Regions from separate parts of the Bicyclus anynana genome. Here region 1 is linked to region 2. A link is a contact called in public Hi-C data. All regions are on one chromosome and are shown on one strand. Each heading gives the region's core, a stretch centred on a gene start, on an enhancer-like site or on the middle of the called end of the contact. The rest is flanking DNA. Distances are from core to core; before and after follow the strand shown. Region 1 has its middle 90 kb from the start of LOC128199890. Region 2 overlaps LOC112046662 (sal-like protein 3).

Region 1 (5,803 bases), core at 700-3,199, 220 kb after region 2:
TTTTATGAGTTGCACCGGCCTCACCGCTTGACTTGAAGACTCATTCTGTATCATCTCATATCTCTATTCTGTGCTCATGCCACCATAGGTCGGCGTCCACATATCTGCATCGTAAGTAGCGAACGCATCGCATCAAACGGATCGTAGTATTCTTTGTATAGAGATATTGTATGATACAAGTGCGTCAACTGAACCACTGTTACTTACGATGCCGATATGTGGACGCCTATCTTAACCCGACAGCGCACCACAATCGTGAAGCGTTTTTGTTCAAACGACCAAACGGGGCGACAACTATGTAGTCGGCAATTGTAGTTGATCGTAGAACAGACGCAAGTAGCCATTTATACAAAATACCTGTGCGATATAGCAGCAATAAATCTCCTTATCTACGATCGAAGCGCGTTAGTCCATCTTCATTCAGGGAAAACTTACGAATGGGAAGAAAATGAGCGGCAGCTTCATCGAGATGGGTACCATAAAATTTTGTTATTGTAAAACAAGAAGTAACGTGCCATCTGCAGCGGCAAAACGTATAAGGCGGGCCGCTAAATATTTATCAGTAAATTAGTATGCCTAAACTAACGAAATCAATTAACTTCGCTTTTTGCTGATAACTGGTTTCGTACAACGACATTCCGGTATTTCGCAACATGGATGATGTCGAACAATCCCTCCGCCATGACATAGTAATGTTTTACGTACATATCTGTCCATCGTTCGACTTTTTGTGTGGCATCGATAGCTTCGGTAGATTCTTGATTCCTGACAAATTTGCGATGTAAACGCTGCTCAGATGTAAACAGAGTAAAAACAATTTAATTGGAAATTAAGAGATGGTGTCAGTACCGACGATCATATTTGTCAGGATTCACATGGAAGATTTTTTTTAGTTTTGGGATGTAAGTATCGATTTGAATTAAAACTACCAAGTTAGAGTCGTCCTAGACGAAATTTTGAGATAAACTCATAAGGTAAGTATGTCTCTTTCAGATTACTGTATTACACTATGGTATCAAATGTATTTTTATAGGTAGATGTTATGTAGATATATTTTGTGATAATGATTGACATTTTCTAGTAGGTTTAGTATACGAACTTTTGAAACGTCTATTGTTTTTTTGTTTGAAATGACTAGTGACTAAACCACGGTTAAGGAAGGCAGGATCTGTTGAGAAAAGCTGTCATTAAACTCAACAGTTAGTCTTTTAAGAAATCATACATTAGGTATAGTTTACAATAGTTAGATTAATTAGAATTTTTATTTTTAGAATTTAAACTATCGTGAGTGTTATTCGTATTAAATGATTAGGTATAAAACACGGCTAAAACTCACGTGATATTAGGTCGGAGTATGCCCGACTAGTTTCGAACTCATACGAGGCCCTTAGCCGTGATAGCATTGTTTCATATTCATTTAATTAGTATTTATTTTACTTCCTGTATGAAGGTGGAAGCTTAACCAATAGCTTAGTCCACTTTATTTCCAATGGCGCATGAAATTTGAGCCTATCAAAAAAGTTGATGCACTTCTTTGTATTAAACTCTTGTTTTACGTAAACTTACTGATAAGTATTGTATGACTCATAGGCACTCAGATAGACATCTATTACAATAAACAGTAAGTAATAATTATATACCTAATTTAATTCTTGAATTTGACAAAACCATACCAAACTCCAAGTAAAGCAAAGCAATAAGTCATTACACGAAGCCAACACATCCGAAAGCGAACACCTACTAGTACAGTGTTCGGAAACTTGAGCCCGCGTGAGCAATCTACAGAACTGCAGATTTCGAAGTTAAACGGTCGAACTTGCGACCCTGGTAGCGTTATATTGAAGGAACAAGACAAGTTTTGCATAGAGCGGAGTAGCCGTACATCAAAACAACTGGTGTCGTGGCGATGAGGCGAGGGAGGGAGGCGCGGGGGGTGGGGAATGGGGCGGATCGGGGCGGGCGTGCAGCCTGCAGCGTGCAGCGGCGCCTCCCGACTGCACTCCGCACTGACGCAGCGAGCGCTGCACTCCCGTCGGCGCCTCGGCGGCGTCCACAGCGAGCCGACGGAGAACCACTTTCAAATAACGCCGGACACACACGATCAAGTGTATACCGTCAAGTACACTAAGGAATTTGGACATTAAAAAAAACCGAAAGCATACCTATACAAATATTTCGATGCTATTTCTCTGCCCACATCTCTGGCGTAAACTTGATCGTGAGTGACTGGCATAACTGCATTTATGTGGACACATTAATTTTAACTATCAGCACACTTTAAAAACTGCTTTTAAATGTTTAACGAACAAAATATGTTTGTAATTAAAAATCTTTGCCGATATAAATCAGTTAATTATCTATATTGAGTATTTAAAAATTTTAAAGTCTCAAAAGAGTGCTTTTAAGATAAAACTTGATACAATTATATTATTTAGTTGCAAAAGCTTTATTGAACCGACAGTCTGTTGTGATACAGCTGACGCCATCTATCGGCCGATAGCGGAACTACTTATAACAGAGATAGAACCTTATCAGATTTCTAAGATACTGTATATTTCTGGAACAAGGAAATAGGGACATCAGCTGACGAGCACCGGAAATTTTGCGATTCATGGTCCATTAACAATTATTATTAAAATTAATCGATATATAACAAATAAAATTGAAATGTCTATTCTATATCGGTGATTTCATAATACCTGTGTTATCTCAAGTGCTTATAGTTGTTTGCACGATAGGTACCAAAACATAAACAATTTTTGTCTGTCTGTCTGTTTGTCCGGGCTAATTAATCTTTGGAACGGCTAGACGGATTTTAATGGGACTTTCTCTATAAGATAGTGAGGTTATTGATATGGAAATTTTTACCCGGAAAAATCAATGGTTCCTTCGGAATTTGTGAAAAACCGAATTTCACGGGTGCAAAGAAGCAGGCGTCCGCTAGTAAATAAACATAATTAGGTAATTACTGCTCTAAGGGCAAAAAGGAGGTACATTTAATAGGTATAATAAATACATACTTTGAACAACTAAATAGTCACGAATAGAGTAAGTTCTATAGACACAATTTTTAAATCAGTCCCGCCGTTTCTATCATTAAGACTTGAATAATTTCAGCTTGCATTAGACATCAAAAAGGCTTTATAAGCTGTTTTTTTATAGTCTATGATTTGGAATCGAGTCAGTGAAAAAAATATTTTTAGCATATCGCCTGATTCGCGTATCAGTTAAACCCTTCGACCATTAATAACAGGACATACCTCGCTGACAGTTACCCCTCTGGCAAAGATCAAAAATCAATGATCTAACGCGCTTAATAAAAACTGTTGCTTTAAAGTCGATGTTTCATTGTTGGAATCGTTTTCGTCGTGTAAAGAGCTCCTTAAAAATGCCGGTTTGTGTAGTTGAATGGCATAAAAAACGGCCAAAAACTTGTAGTTTAGTAAATGATGGAGTAACGTTACATTTGTAAGTATTTCTACTATAATTTTATCAAATTTGTAATAAAAACAATTTCATAAAAGAATCGATTCTTTTGACGGAACAGCAAAAAATCGATCGAATCGAACATTCTATGTGTATATTCTGTGGATAGTCTAAGCGATGTGTCAGTGTAAAAATTACGCGTGTGTGTATTGAATATATTTAATGGTGTTAAATGTTTTTGATGTGTGAGTTTACCTCGTCCCCCTCAAAAAACGACAGACTTTTTTGTTGGTGAATTTGGGTGCGAATCAGGTCCATAGTTCAAAGGTTAAACCTCGCTAGTGACTTTGTCTCTGTCTATTTATGTTTTCGTTGTTTTTTCCTGTAAAATTTCGAGTAGCAAACATCCGTTAAACGAAACATCTTCATAACGTTTTTACATTCAGTATCAAAGAGAACTTTAAAAGGTGATCTGCTATAAAACGGTCTTCCTTCTGTGACACTCCAAATTGGAGCATTACGATACCAAGACGCCAGTTAAACATAATTCGCCTTGTAAAAGCTTATCTACCCGCCGAATGTAACGACGCGACCTTATCGATAATAAATATAAAAAAGGAAATTTTATCGAAAACTGGAACAATGTTATGAGCCCATCAAACGTGCATTTTTATAACTGTGACGATGCACATTACAATTTGTAATGGCAACATCCGCGGATACGGACTTAATTTACATGCAAATACATCGGCATTATTACAAAAATGAACATCCTGTCGCATTGCGATCGATTTGCATATTTTTTAATAATATATCAGGAAAAATAACAAAGGCATTCATTTATAAAATGGACGGCATACAATAGTTGGTGTTTCCGGTGAATTATTCATAAAACTAAATCAAAGCGTCATCATAATCAGTGTTAGACAATTAGCTGTTTATTACGACACGTTGTACGGAAGCTATGGCATGGAGGTGTGCATATATTACATCTATCATACCAGCTGTGCTCGTCGGCTTGACGAACATGAAATTTAAGATAGCGATCTAAGATATATTATCGAATAACAGGAATTCGTCCACGTGGAATTCAGAATGGGCCTCAAATTATTTTTGCTGACAACACACATCTAGATGGTCTCGCAAACACTAACTTAACTAACTTGTTGAGTTTAATTTTTTAATAAGGTTTAATTTTAAAAATATCAACAACTTATAAACTAGATAAATAGTTCTTATCCTATCTAAATCCTACGCTAAATTTCTAAGAAGGTAGAATTTACGATGAAATGCAAAGTAAATTATTATCAAAAGTTCATTGTAGGAGAGTAACTAAACTATTCATTGGGGATAAAATCATTATTACTGCCGTCAATGACATCAAGACATCATTGACTGTAAAATTAATAGGTAAGTAGATACCTATAGGAATAGATTGTGACTGTTAAGGTGCAGTTACATTTGTAATATTGGCGTTTATTTTTAGCAAACAAACTTATAAACACACAGTTTGAAACATTTTACAGGGCTTCCTAACACCTACATACGGGTTAGCACCGCCTTCAAACTGATCAGCAGGTAGAACATAATATACTTAGTGATGTTATTTTTCCCTTAAATTTCTCAAGTTAGCCTTTATGTGGGTTACACAATGTATATTAATATTAATGCATGTTATGTTTAATTATTCAAAAGTTTTTTTTTTGTATATAACGTTGACTTCCTAATAAATAAATACACACTTTGCAAATAAGCACCATTTTAAAGTTCAAAAGTTGAAAGTAACATATTTAGTCTTTATGATTTATTTCTAGCTATTTATTTATATCTACTTTAATAATTTATTTAGGAATAATTGTACAAGGCCCCTTAGTTTATTTACGCTTCGAGGCGAAGCGTGCGTTTTGTTGTCATTTACATAAGAATACGACACCAGCACATCGGCATAACCGGCACCGGCGTTTTTTGTGCGTCCTATGAATTTGTTTTCATTATCTTATCATAGAATGCATAAACATTTTTTTGTTTTAATGCACTCATCATTTATTCATTATTTATAGAATGGTAATATTTGATAAGTATCCAAAATGTTTTAGTGCTATTGTATATATCCATATTTAATTAGTTAACAACACCTTTTATAGTTAGTAGTAGGGCTCATTGAGACAACGCTCATCGGGGGAAGTGGCACGGGCAATCTTATTTTTAACCCAACAACATTGCTTGTTCTGAGGTAAGTAATTAAAAATTTAAGTCAACATTGCTTGTTCTCAGTTAAGTAATTAAAAAAATAAAGTAATCATAACTTTCCTAATATTAATTACGAAATTAATGCGAACAGTTTTTTTTTAATCCGTTTTAATGGCATTCTGAAAAT
Region 2 (5,653 bases), core at 2,039-4,538:
TAGTTATGGAAAAATAGGTACCAAGGTGAAAAATTGCATTTTATTAGAAAATCATTTACCGTACATTTGTGTTCACGTAGATATATTTTCGTAGTTTGTAGGCCCACAGTTGCTACGTGTGCATAATCAACTCGTAAAAAATATCACAGAAAGTTCCTACTAGTATTAGGTAGTTGGAACCTGCGTACTAAATTACTGGAAGGCCATTGACCTATTAGATAATTATGTTTATGCGGATATGTTTTTAGAACTACGAGTATGTAGTTACTCGTAGGTAGATTTCCAATTACATTTGTAATGTCTACTTATATGTAATAGTAGATAATATAACATTATGAATGGCGCTGTCAGACCACTGGTAATAGACCATTTAAATATAGTAGAGGCGCCGCAATAAATAACTCCAGTAGGTATATTTTATTGATAAGAGTCCCGCGTGGTCACTTTCAGAAACTTACGAAAAATGTTATTTTGTCAAGCATAAATAATCTTTTTATGACGAGAAGCGTAGGTAAAGGCTCAAGGATTTATAAGCAATAAATATTTTACGACGTGAATTAATATTCCGATCGTTTTTCGTGACGTTGTTTTTATGAGTTATCATTTTTGTGGCGACGAGCGAGCAAGACGCGCGGCGGTACGCCCGTATGAAATATTGGTCGAACTGATTAAAAACTTGAATTGCCCGGTAGGTAGGCAATATAAATAAGAAAAAAATGCTGTGTTCTTTTAACAACCTTTGCGTATTGTATAAAATATTGAATTAATTATTTTGAGTAGACCTCAAGTTGCTTTATTATTTAAATATTTGATCATAAGTAAGTATACCGGAGCTTTGTTGATCGGATTTCTTTTATGATACCGCCCGCCGTTTGATTTGAAAGGATTCGGGGAGGCTTCAGGTCAGCTGTCATCCGACGAAATGTCGCAACGACATTGAATTAAACGTAGTTGTACTTGTGTTTGTTGATGCACTTAATAATTATTGAGATTTTTTTGAGTAAACTTACTTCAAGCAAGCTTTAGTCTATAAAAATAAAAATATTTTGAATTTATATCTTCCTAAAGAAAGTAGGTACTCGTACTTAAAATAAACTCGTTAGTATGTGGGCAATTTATTTATTGAACACTTTTAACAAAACAATTTGGAATTTCTCTTTTCAACGTTCCTTAATTAATGAAATGGTAAGGTTTATTTTAAGACAATAGTTCATACGTAAATAAGAATTGCATTTCCAACTGCATCAAACTAACAAGCCACATCGATAAATCAGCGAAAGCGCGAAGTGGTCGGCCTGTGAGTAGTTTGTTACCTAAGACTTAAATAGACATTAAAGAAAGTCGCTTAAAGGACTTAACTGCCATTTAAGGTTAATGCGAGGAATATGTAGACGGGGTGACAGAGACGGCTGCATAAATACCTTAACATTTACCTACATAAAAAGTTTTCAAACTCTTTTGTGCTCATCGGGAACTCACAGAGTGTTTAGATATATGGTATGAGTAGGTATAGTCCTACAATCATCTACAGTTTTCATCACGATTTATAATCTACACTGTACAGTAATAATATCATAGGTAAAACTTTTTTGCTCTGGTATTATGTACATTTTATAGTTGGTTGCTCTGAGTGGTTGTCAATTAGTGGATGAGCCTCATTTCATATTTGTTTATTTCTCGTTTGAGTCTGTTTTTCATTTAGCTGCTGCTTTTTTTAAAAACAATCATTTTGAACTGCGAAAATTTTAATGTAAAGCCATAGTTAGGTAGTGGATAAGGGTTAGGGTAGGGGGAGGGTAGGAGTAGGGTAAGGGTAGGGAAGAAGTGCACAAAAGTCAAAGCGAAGCTTGACCGGGTCCGCTAGTATTACATATATAAGAAACATTCGTCATGATGTCTTTGTACATTTAGAGATACATTTATGAACTTAGATTAATTTTTACAGTCAAATATCCAACAGTTTCCGAGAGTTGGTCGACATTTATTTGCCAAGTCGGTGGGCACGGATGTAAGGAAAGACAACGGCTAAAACTAATGCGAACTAAAGGCGTCGGCTAGGGACTTGTAATTACGGCCTGCAAAATTAATGCACTGAAACTTAGATGAAATGAAACCGGAGCATAAAGTTCGTCGTAGCGCACGAGCAAGTTGCTTTTCGATGTCGCGGCCAACTTCCGAGTAAAGCTCGAATACGAGTAGGGGCTTCCGTGATTTTAATAAATAAGTAATTTTATGTAGATCCACTGGTTGTTTAGATACTAAGCATATATTTGCGGATACGTTTAGATGTATGTTATTACTGGTTTTAAAATTTTATTCTAGTTTAATTATTAGATAGGTTTGATATGTTGTGAAAATTAGAAGAAATGTTGTAAAAGAGCAGATTTGTGTCGCTATTTGTGTTGGTACTCGTAACAATAAAGTAAAAGCTGGCGCCGGGCCAGCAGTATTCAATCGGAGCTCATACTTAGAACGTGACTGCTACACGATTATCATTTTGCTAGCTGCACGTATACGAAGTATCGGTGTATGAAATATGTGAAAATGTGAAATTTTTACATACTTGCGTATTTATTAAAACTATTCTTAATAAAATATTAACTCACCTTGGTAGAAAAGCCTCTATCGCAGACGGTGCACTTGAAAGGCCGTTCCTTGGTGTGGCTCCGATAGTGGATCTCCAGTGCCGAGTTGCAGGCGAATGTCTTGTAGCAGATGGTACACGTTGTGTTGCCGCGCACTGCATACAAACAAATTGACTGTTCATTGCCACTATAAAACTCCGAACATAAATACGTATCAACACAATGTTTAGTTGAATTCTAGGAAATCGTTATTTATAGTTTAATATGGGAATTGTCCAGCAAAGAGGGGTTATTGAGTAAATCATTTTTAGGAGAGAGGAGTGGAGCGGACGACCGGGGCGGACGTATAGCAAGAGCCCGCTATCGCATACCTGCGGGAGGAAAGGCAAGTCCGAGCGGGCTGAAGGGCGATCCGCCGAGCGCGCCGAGCGCCGCCAGGGGCGTCGGGGGCGACGGCAGCGGCGAGTGGTGTGGCAGACGCGGCGGCGTGGACAGCGCCGACGGCGACGGCGACGGCGACGGTGGCGACCCCCGTGCACTCCGCCCGCTCTCCGAACCTGTCGCCGATGGGAGGGAAGCCGTTGTGGTGATGGTTTTTACTTCAAATTCGGACGCCGAGGCGCAGACGGAGAGCGGTGAAGTTCGACGATCTTTGATATCTGGTTCGTCGTCGAACTCCCGAGTGGCGGGCTCGCGCTCGTCTCGGCCGCTCTCGTCGTCGGTTCCGCGGGAGTCCGCCCTTCGGTCGCCGGGAGTGGAAGGAGTGGGGAAGATAGGAGGCGGTATTGAATGGAAGGAATTGTACTCTGTGACGTCTGACCCGGGTAATGACTGACTGTTTATCTCATTATCGTGATACTGGTTAAAGAACACATTGTTTCGTTCACCCGTGTGAAGACGGATGTGTTGATGTAACATTGATGGATCCGAAAATTTTTTATGACACACGGGACATTGGTGTAATAACTGTGATGGAGGCTTTATACGGTGCACTCCCATATGTGTTTTTAAATTTCCTTTAGTGGTAAACGCACGACCACATAATTTGCATCGAAATGGTCGTTCACCAGTATGAGTCCGATAGTGCATCTGTAAAGCACTTTTACAAGACAATACGCGATGGCATACAATACATTCATTTGGATCAGATACTTTGTTATTGATATTATCTACTAATTGTTGCAATTTTGTTGTTTCTGAGGTTTTCGTGATTTCTATTAAGCTTTCCCAAGAGTTATCGTTGCTACCTGGACGTGGTAAAATTGCATTGTAAAACAATGGGTCGCGAGTAAGAGCACTATCCATTGTACTATTGGGATGGTGGTGAAATGGTGTAAGGCTACCCGAAGAAACACTACTTGGGGGGGAGTGTGGAAAAAGTGGAAATGAAGGGAAAGTACGTAGTCCCGTTGCTATTGAAATTGGTCCAGATATCGATGAAGTCTTACTTGAGAGATTTTCCGGTTGATCTGGATCGGGCTTCACGTGTGGACTATCTCTGCCGATTTGATCTTCGTTGCTGTATTTGGAATCCATACTGCAGTCATCGTACGGTGATGTGGATGGGTATCGATCTTGTTCTGCATCTTGTCCTATATCATTGTCTTCGATTTCTCGCTTAGGTGATATACGATCAGTCTCTTCAAAACTGGAATCTCGTTGACTCTCTTCGTCTTGAGGTTCAGACTTAAAAATATCAGACGCGGGTCGAGGAGGGCTTGGTGCGGAAGGTTTACTGAGATCAGCTGGTGCGTCTTGTTCTTCTCGCATAGCAAAAAGTGGGTGATGTGAGAGAGGCTTATCACCCAAAGGGCGTGGAGGCAATAAATCGTGATGCGGTGGCCTGTATAATGGCAAGTTTGGCGGAAAAGGAGCTGGGGCTCCTGGGGGAAACTGAAGTGGATGTGGCGGCATTCCAGGAATGGGCCCCGGCGACAATTGCGCTAATAACGGTGGGTGATATTTATCCAAATGTTCTGGAACGGGATTAGGGTTCATTTTGACATGTGGAAATTTCGAAGTATGCCTTTGGAAATGAACTTTAAGATTTCCTTTGGTTGTAAATCGAGAGCCACAGACGTTACATTTGAAAGGTCTTTCCCCTGTGTGAGAACGAATGTGAATTTGAAGTGCAGAGTCGCTACCGAACACTTTTCCACAATATCTACAGCGATGCTTAAAGAAAGGTTCGTTACGGCCACCACTTTTTCCATCATAAGGTGACATTTTTCCGGATTTTCGAAAAGCTAATTCGTCGGCAAGATTATTTGCTAGAAGGCCCTGTGATGCATTGTCGAGTACTTCCTGTGCCCGTTTTTGAAGCATTTCAAGTGTATTTGGTTCATTTAGGGACGGTGGAGGATCATTGTTTGTTATGATGGAAGATGCTAATGACGAAGAAATTGAACTATAAAGTGGGTGGGTCATTAAAGATGGTGAGGAAGTTGGAATCTTAGGGATAGATATCTGTTCAGTTTTGGGTGTATGATGTGTGTGAGTCGACGGCAAACTTTGGCTAGTAGGAGGAGAGGGTATAACAGGCGACGGCTCCCGTGGCGGACGCGGCGGCGACGGTGATCGAGCCGGCGTTGACGGGGCATTCTGTTCTGGTTCACTTGGCGGTGGGCTGTGTGGATCGTCTTCTTTCCGTCGAGTTAGAGATAACTGATTCTGAAGCTGACGTATTAACTGAAGTTGAAATACTTGTTGTGACTGTAAAGTGTATAGAGTGTTGTGTAACACTTGTAATTCTTGTATAGCAGCTTCGTTATTTGCATTATTTGCCATCGCTGTTGCAGCGAATTGGGCGACCGCTACTCTCGTATTTTGTAGAGCCTCAAGAGTAACGTGTCCTGCCAAAGGGAACGGCAGACCCACGGGGGGCATGTCGGCTTCAGGTATTTCGGCCTCGCCGTCTTCGAGACTATTATTATTTTCAGCATCTTGTCGATGCCTCCTGACTTGCTCTAGTCGTTTATTGGGACCATCCATTTCTTCATCCCCTGACACTACCATATCCTCCGGATCGGAGTGCATCCTCTCTTCACCCATTTGCATTGCTTTCTCAT

What was found. Hi-C and Micro-C count contacts between places; a contact is called where the count stands out from the background.
Region 1: a contact with region 2 is called in a Hi-C map of whole body, with 6 times the contacts expected there. The contact joins two enhancer-like sites. A contact is called at or near these places in 2 of 2 Hi-C or Micro-C datasets (whole body and whole larva).

The regions. Positions count from the first base shown.
Region 1 is chr3:9,084,497-9,090,299 of ilBicAnyn1.1, forward strand. No RefSeq gene overlaps it. Among protein-coding and RNA genes, the nearest start is that of LOC128199890, 90 kb to the right of the region's middle. Within about 2 kb of position 1,950, at least 8 of the 8 cell types and tissues checked have open chromatin away from gene starts, as enhancers often do.
Region 2 is chr3:8,862,168-8,867,820 of ilBicAnyn1.1, forward strand. LOC112046662 (sal-like protein 3) reads right to left here. Exons shown (of 9, transcript XM_024083373.2): 2 at 4,034-5,653; 3 at 2,957-3,142; 4 at 2,607-2,740. Among protein-coding and RNA genes, the nearest start is that of LOC112046662, 18 kb to the right of the region's middle. Within about 2 kb of position 3,289, at least 7 of the 8 cell types and tissues checked have open chromatin away from gene starts, as enhancers often do.